Linked DNA regions of Sus scrofa: region 2 is linked to region 1. Evidence: chromatin contacts called from public Hi-C data. All regions are on one chromosome and are shown on one strand. Each heading gives the region's core, a stretch centred on a gene start, on an enhancer-like site or on the middle of the called end of the contact. The rest is flanking DNA. Distances are from core to core; before and after follow the strand shown.

Region 1 (3,893 bases), core at 1,193-3,692:
CCTCTGCAGCTCAAAGTCACTGCCAAACACGCTGCCCTTGCTCCCCTCCCTCGCCAATGAGGGTGGGCACCAAGGACCTCTGCACCACACCTCTTCCTATATAAAAGGTGATTTCAATAATAGACCCAGCTTATGAGGGCTTGTGTGGGCCTGTGAGGACTTGATGACAACACACATCAAGCCCCATGATGGGCACCGGTCAGTGTTCAACGAGCGGGAACTGTTACTGGCACACATCACTGCCTATGGAGAAAATCCAAATTCAGATTTCTTGGCCAAGTAAATGATAATGTCAGTAATCACAATGTAACTCACTTGCTCAGCTGCTTACACCCAAACATTCGTGTCTCAACCCTCCTTCACCCCAAAGCATTCCCCACAGAGCAGCCCAGACTTACCAGACAATGGATGTTACTCCCTGTTATCCCCTGCTTGATGCAGACACAAGTTCTAGGTCTTTGCCCAGGGTATTCCCTCAGCCTCCCGGCTCCTTCCCCAGATGCTCGCCAGTCTAGCTCCTTCCTCTGCATTCAGGTCTCAGCTCAGAAACCACCTTTCCACAGGGACTGTCACAGACCTGCCAGTCTGAATCATCTAACCCCTGACCACTATTCTCTCCTGCTCCCTCCCCATCCCAATTCATTCTAACCCAACACCCTGTTTTGCTTTCACCTCTGTGTCCATCACTAGCTGAAAGTTTCTTTTTTCACTTGTTTGTGATCCAGGCAAACATGGAACCTTGCCTATCTTGACAGCCACTGCATCCAGCACTTGGAAGGGGCCTTGCATTTAGCAGGCAATGAATGCACAGAGCTTCACACACAGGCTGCCAGTTACCAGGCACCCAGAAAGCTGCAGCTGAACTGAACTACACTGAATTTAACTGAGGGGAAGATGGCTAAGGACGGTACAGATAAAAATCTATCCTTGGCCACTGTCTTTTCAGATCACATGTATAATGAAGGGCTCCTACTGCGACCTGCGCTTATCAACTATTGCACGTGCAGTGGATAAGCAATGAGATCCTGCAGTATGCCACAAGGAACTATATCTAACCACTTGTGATGGAACATGATGGAGGATAATGCGAGAAAAAGAATATATATATGTGTGTGTGTGACTGGGTCACTTTGCTATACAGCAGAAATTGACAGAACATTGTAAATAAACTATCATTAAAAAATTTTTAAAAGAAATTATCCTATCTTGAATGTACTCTGACTGTTTCAAATGCATTAGTCTTATTCCTTTGACCTTAGCTCAGAAATTTAATCTTACACTTTTCCAGTCTGTTAGTGCTCCTAGTCTAATTCTTGTACAATTAACTGTGAAGGCTATCAAACTTGGAACTGAATCTCAGGTCTTCTACCAGTTCTAAAACATTGGCAAATTATTTATCCTCTCTTAACCTTAACTTCTACATCTTTTAAGTAGTGACAATGATACCCATTTCACAAAGGGTGGCTATAAAAAAATAAATGGGATGATGTACCAAAAAGGCCTATTGATGTACTTAACAGAAAACAGGTACTCAAAGCATTATAATTTCCATCCTGGGTAGGCAGTAGGAGCTCAAAAAATACTCACTAGGTGGCAACCAAATTGAGATGGAAAGCATGCCAGGAAATTAGAATATGAAGAGTGGCAGGAAAAAAACAAGTTATCAGGTGGAAGTAACAAAAAAAGGACCAAAGTCCTAAGATGTTCTGTTTTTCACTCCCCATGTAAGAATATCTCCAAATGTTCCTATTTTATGTCTTGATTCCAGTGACATGTGGCAGTCAGAGCTGAGTATCAGAAAGACACTGAGTATGAGAAATCACTGGTTAACTGCAAAAAGAAAGGATATTCCTGAAAAAGTATTTAAATCTATATATAGTATATAGTATCAGAGAACTTGTGGCAGGATTCCAATATGAAAACCACTGGGAATTTAAGTATTTCTTGACCTTATCAAGAAACACAAGTCATGATGAAAAACTGTTGTGTTTATTTGTCATTCCAAGCCTCCAACCCCAATACCGGAGCTGCTGGACACATCACCAGACTAGGGTGAAAAGTCAAAGAAAGCAATAAACTGGCTGTTTTGAACCATCCTGGGGGATGGATCTTTACAGAAAAAGGAGAAGACAAGCCACCTGCTTGGGGTCCATCACACCATTTAGGGCTTGTTAATAAGACAAATATTAGCAACAAAAAAGAAAGGAAAGGCAGCCATAGTGTCCATCTCTCATGCTGATCGCTCGGTCTGCTGTATCATTATCCCATGAAAGTCATACCAGCTCTCTGATTTCTTACCAATCTCTCCCTGACTCTCAGGTCATGTGATTTAGGAGGGTTGTTTACCCAATTTACCACTGACGATGGGAACACATCCCAGAGATCTGACCAGTGAGGGTTACTTGGCTGCCCCCACCACTGTGACTGGGTGACTAGTGACCAGCAGAGCAGGACATTGGCTAGTGCCACTGGGAACAAAGCTCCCTTCCCATCGGAGTCGCTTAGCCTGGGCCACCAGTGCCAACTTGCTATTGTGAGGAGAGAGCCTGCCAAGAAAGAGGCAATGCAGAGAAAAGCCAGGCAATGGCACATGGCAGGAAGGTCATTATTGACATTTCTTGAACACTTGGATCTAGTAGTGCCTAAGGCTAGAACTATCCATGAATTTTTCAATTACTTGAACATATAAATCCCCATGTTTGCTTAAATCTCTTTGAGTTAGTGTCTAGTTTTCAACCAAAAGAGTCTAATACAGTGAGTAATCTTGGAGAGTTTAATCCGAAAGGAGTTATCTAAAAAGACAGCTGTGACCCACTTTTTGAGTTCTCATTAAAAAAAAAAAAGAAGACCAAAACATGCAAGATGCTGGGGAAGCACCTGCATTTCTAATACCAGCAATTCCATCTGATCAATGCAAACTGAATAGAAATGAGAGGTTCTATTCACGGTGAGGTTACGGTTTGAAGAGGAGATCTATATTTCCTATGTCCTCGATCCTCCATCTTTATTTCCTGGTCAAAGAGTCAAATGTTCATTCATTCTTCCAAAAATGTTCAAAGTAAGTGGTGCATATGTGCCGGGTATTGCGCGAGGTTCAGAGGATACAAAGATGATTAGGACATTCTTATTTTCAAGAAGCTAACAAATAATTATGATTCAGGCTGACAAGTGCTGGCTGAAACTCTTCGGGAAAGGATGAATCCACATTTGCCAGGTGAGGACAATAAAAGCAGAGGGGTGAGCGGAAAGTGTGTCAAGTCCAGGGTGGCCAGGACCAGTGACTTGGGAGGCAGGCTGCAGCCGGTCTACACAAGCTGTCTAGCACTGCCTTGATGAGGAGTTGATCTGATCCTGGAGCCAAGCTGAGCCTCTGCAAGTCCCTGAGAAACTGTGTGTGTCACCAATGGGGACCACTGGCTGTGGAGGCTTGGGTGGAGAACAGTCAGACTGGAGTAGGAGGCAAGGGTCTACAACCCTAACTCAGAAAGCACTGAGAACCTATCCTATGCAGATGGCTTGAGAAGAAGGGGATCATCTGCATCTTAAATGACAAAGACTGAGTAAGAGTAATTCAGGGAGGGGGTAAAAACGCCTGTGTCTCCTCAGACTCTGGGTCACAGCTCCTCCATCCTAGGTCTTCCGCAATCTACATGCAACTCACCCACAGGGCTCAGTGTCAGGAGAGGCCTCTGCTCCATGCCTGCTTGTAGCTCATTGGGTACCCCCTTACCATTGGATCCTACAGCTGTATTTTAGACCTGATCACTCACTACATTGCTCTGATCCTCAACTTCCTCATCTTTAAAATGGGAATACTGTCAGTTACCTCAGGATAAGGACCAAATAAGACAATTTCCATAGCACACCCTGCGTAGAACCTGGCATGTGATAAC
Region 2 (4,157 bases), core at 1,266-3,765, 130 kb before region 1:
TCCCAGCCTGAGTGAACAGCATGGGGAGTAGCGAAGACGGGAAGGAGAGGGGTACGGCTGGAGGAATGGGCCGTGGAGGTCTCAACCACTAGGTTGAGAACTTGCAGACTTGGTTTCAACAATCTCAATCAGGGGCTTAAAACTCTTGATGGTGGGAGGCTGGACGACCATGTTGAAGGACTCTCTTCCCGTCTACGGCCATACCACCCTGAACGCACCCAATCTTGTGTGAAGGACTCTCTTCCAAGGCATGAAGTGATGTGAGAAGGGATAATTGGAAGGATGAACTTAGTACCAATAGCTTTTATGTGTCTGACCTATACAAGTCCCTAACGCAGCAGGTGTTTTTTGAGTGCCTGCTATATGTGTTCCAGGAAGCATACAGGCCAGTCTCTGATCATGTTGGGTGTTTCCTTATCTTTTTCTTTCACTGTCTTTGATGTAAAAATGCTCTGTGCTGATTTGTAATCAGGGGATGCCCTGTTTTATCCACCGTAACTCTCCAGTCTCTTACAGAGCAAATGAAAGACGCTCAGTAAATGAGCAAGAGATTGAGTGAGCGTGACAAGATGCTCACTACTGTATTTTTACTCTGGAAGGGAGAAGGTTAGTTTTTTATGATAGAAAAATTCTGTGGGCATTACCTCAGGCAAGCTTAGTGTCACCAGCAATAGGACAAAGTGGCCTCAGGTGCCTCTGATGCGATGCCTTCGATCCCATTTGATCTGTGCCTCACCACTCTCACTTTCTTGCCAAAAATGTTCACCTTGGATCTAATCATGATGAAATGATCAGATCACCAAAAGTTATAGGACAGTTAATTCATCTAGATCATTTAAATACATCAATGTCATGAAAGAGGAAGAAAAACAGAAGTTCTTTTAGGAAATTAAAGAGGCATAGCAACTCCATTGCCCATTGTGTGATTCTTGATTGGTTCCTGGATCCCGCCCCCACCCCCTGCCCTTGCCAACACTACCCCCCCCCAAATAAAAGATATAGTGGAGTTCCCATTGTGGCTTAGTGGGTTAAGAACCTGACATAGTGTCCCTGAGGATGCGGGTTCCATCCCTGGCCTGGCACAGTGGGTTAAGGATCTGGTGTAGGCACGAGCTATGGTGTAGGTTGCAGTTGCAGCTCCAGTTCCACCTCTAGTCCAGGAACTTCCATATGTGGCACATGTGGGCCTAAAAGGAAAAAGGAAATATATAGTTCATTTGGGAACTTTGAATCTGTATTGGATATTAAATAATAATGGCATATCAGCTTTACCTCTCTTGGGTGTGATGAGGATATGGTGACTCTGAAGGGGAGTGTCTTCCCTTGTAGGAGACACTTGAAGTATTTGGGGTGTAAAATGATGTTTGCAAGTTACCTTAAAAGTTATAGCAGTTTTAGTTAAAAAAAAAAAAAAGTGTATGTATGTGAATAAGTAGACAAAACGAATCAAAGTGATGGGATGTTCACTTTTCATTCAACTTTTCGGTAGCTTTATGTTGTTTTTGAAATGAAGAGTTGGAAAAGGTAAAATTATGTACTTGGATACTTGGCTCTTTCAGTGATAAAGATTACACAATCTCGCTTTAAATTGCTGGTTTGGCCAGTCTTCACAGTGATGAGGTGCTTGAATTATGTGCATGCCTGTGTTCTCAATGCTATTTCCCTCTTGGTGTTGTAGACTCTTTGAACTTTGTGTCCTGTTTTACTCCTTGGAGAATTCACTCTGTGGTGTCTGATACCAGCCTATTGAGCAGCGAAAGGTAACAGTGCAGTGAGTTTCTGCCTCTCTGTGGGGCAGCAGAAAGGCCTGGCCCTCTGAGATACTGGGCTTGGGATGTTTGTCGTGTCCCAGCTCCCTGCCAGCTTTCACTCCATCAGGGGTTTGGAGCTGATAGATTTTGTGTTTAGGGGAGTCTGGCCTGTCCATGGCCTTCAGGCGTCCCTATGCCAGTCTGTATATGAATTTGGAATCATTTCCTGGGAGCCTCATCTTATCCCTTAGGATATTCTGCAGAGAACAAGATTGCCTTTTTCTCTCTTGATGGGCAGTAGCAAACACCATGGTTTTTGCTCAAAAATCTGTAGTTGTTGGTTTTGTGTGTCTGTGGCCGTGCCCTTGGGGATCAAACCTGCACCACAGCAACAACAATGCTGGGTCCTTCGCCTGCTGTGCCTCAAGAGAACTCTGGTAGTTTTGGAGCTGGAGAAGGGCAGGCTCTGTCCTTGGTCTCAACCTACCAGCATCAAAAAGGGCACTCCTGGGGCGGGGGCGGAGGCGGCGGCTGCCTTTGGGTTGGGTTTTGAAAATGGAGATGACCGAATGGGTCCAGAGGAATTCTGAAGGCCTTCTCCTGGGGAGAAATGTGTTGGAAAGAAGCCAAGGAATGGAGAGTCTGCATGGGGGAGGGGTGCTAGTTGACCCCGCACCCTTTGATCCTTGAACTAGATCAGGGCCTCTGCGAGGATTCACACGGTCACATTCACACAGGTGGAAACAGTCCCAGAAAGTCAGGGAGCTGCCCCAAGATCACCGGCTGTTCCCTGTGGAGCAGTTATGCAAGGCTCACTGACCCGTGCTCCTTGGCCCTGTGTCCCATCTTTGATTTGCTGGTGGAAACTGTATGTGTGCTCACCTCTCGTGAACCGTGGGAGTAACAGTGGAGATGGTCTTTTGTCCCCATTGTCTCATCCTCTAAATGGGAGTTTGTCAAAGGATGGAACTCAACAGATAGTGTAGTAATAAATGGCCTGTTGAGGGCTGGGACTTCCCTGTGAGTTTTCCCTGATAATCACACAAATCCCTCCAGGTAGCTGAAGCAATAGAGGCTCGAGAGAGATGAGGATCACACCACTGATTCCAAAGCCCACCACATTCCTCTGCTCCAGGCTGGTGTGGTCAAGACATGGAAATAAGTTACAGGGCCACACTCTGCCCACATGCCAGAATTACAGAAAGGAGCCAGTTGTGAGATGTCCACTCCAGAGATTCAGTGTTAGGGGAAGTCAAAGGAGGGAAGGTTTAATTTTCTAATCTCTCCTTCCGCTCCCCAAATACTCTCTTTTTTCCCTCCTCCAACAGTCAGTGACTGATTCTAAGGTTCAGTGCTTTCAGGGCCCCTGGCCTAGTCAGTATCCTGTCAATGAAAGAATGTGTAGAAAATGCAGATTCTAGCCTCTTACCTTAGATATTTAACCTACTTCATGCCAAAGGACTGGAAGAGAGCGTTTCTTTGGCTATTTTTACCCACTTATATTTTGAAGAGGTGAGACCATCTCCTGCACTCCCCACCTGCTTAATTCCTCTACTTCATGGCTGCTGGATCCCCTAGGAGGTGGCATTCCTATTGAAGAAGTTAGTGCAGGCTCGTTGCTTTGCCTCATTCAGCAAGTCCTTCTAAGCATTTATAAACTCTACTAGAAAGAAAGTTGAGCCTCCAGCAAAGTGCCTGATTCCAATACCATCTGCAAACACTTTGCTTTCATAATTCTACTCTTTCTTATTAACAGTAACATGTTGCAAAAGTAGATTTGTGTGTAAACACAGCAAAGAATTTCTGGCAGGCTTAGAAAGTCTTTTCCACTAAGGAGGGTTCTCTGCCCTTGACATCCAAGGTTCTTAAAATGCTCTTATCTCCTTGGAGTTCACGATCACGTGTCAGTGCTGGGGCCTCAGACGGACATGTAAGGATGTGTGACTCATTGTACCCATGTCCCAATATCCAGGCAGACACAGTACAGTAAAAGCAGGGCTTGTTCTTTGAGACTCAGATTCCCTGATTTACTCTGTACCCCCTGAAGCTCTGATCAGAGCTGCAGGCTGTGGCCTTAGAAGACCTAGAACAGAAGCTGATGTGCTTCCTAGGTCTGCTTCAGGAAACCAAGGATGCAAAGAGGTGTTCAATCTTTATGAATCCCGATTATGACTTAAGAATCCACAACACAACCTAACACTGAGATTTGTGCATCTTCAATTTAATTATGTTGCCATTAGGTACCTAAATTTTTTTTTAAGATGAGATGCTATATATCCATAGATGATATGTTTAGTAAATTACTTTGAGTCCTCTTACTTTGTGATCATTTCACCCAGGTTAGTACTACATAATCTATGAAGAAACAGTTTAGTTATAAAGTGAATTCAGTAGGGTGAGATTGCA

What was found. A called contact is a pair of places that touch in the nucleus more often than the background predicts.
Region 2: a contact with region 1 is called in a Hi-C map of liver, with 7 times the contacts expected there. The contact joins two enhancer-like sites. A contact is called at or near these places in 7 of 47 Hi-C or Micro-C datasets (embryonic fibroblasts, liver, psoas muscle and 1 more) and 2 of 2 datasets of contacts at active chromatin or transcription factors (alveolar macrophages and skeletal muscle).

The regions. Positions count from the first base shown.
Region 1 is chr13:67,614,435-67,618,327 of Sscrofa11.1, reverse strand. The region is part of intron 19 of ATG7 (autophagy related 7); the gene reads right to left. Among named protein-coding and RNA genes, the nearest start is that of ATG7, 200 kb to the right of the region's middle. Within about 2 kb of position 2,442, at least 3 of the 83 cell types and tissues checked have an H3K27ac peak or open chromatin away from gene starts, as enhancers often do. A contact at or near this core is called in liver, where this site is marked.
Region 2 is chr13:67,746,384-67,750,540 of Sscrofa11.1, reverse strand. The region is part of intron 2 of VGLL4 (transcription cofactor vestigial-like protein 4); the gene reads left to right. Among named protein-coding and RNA genes, the nearest start is that of VGLL4, 120 kb to the left of the region's middle. Within about 2 kb of position 2,515, at least 6 of the 83 cell types and tissues checked have an H3K27ac peak or open chromatin away from gene starts, as enhancers often do. A contact at or near this core is called in liver, where this site is marked.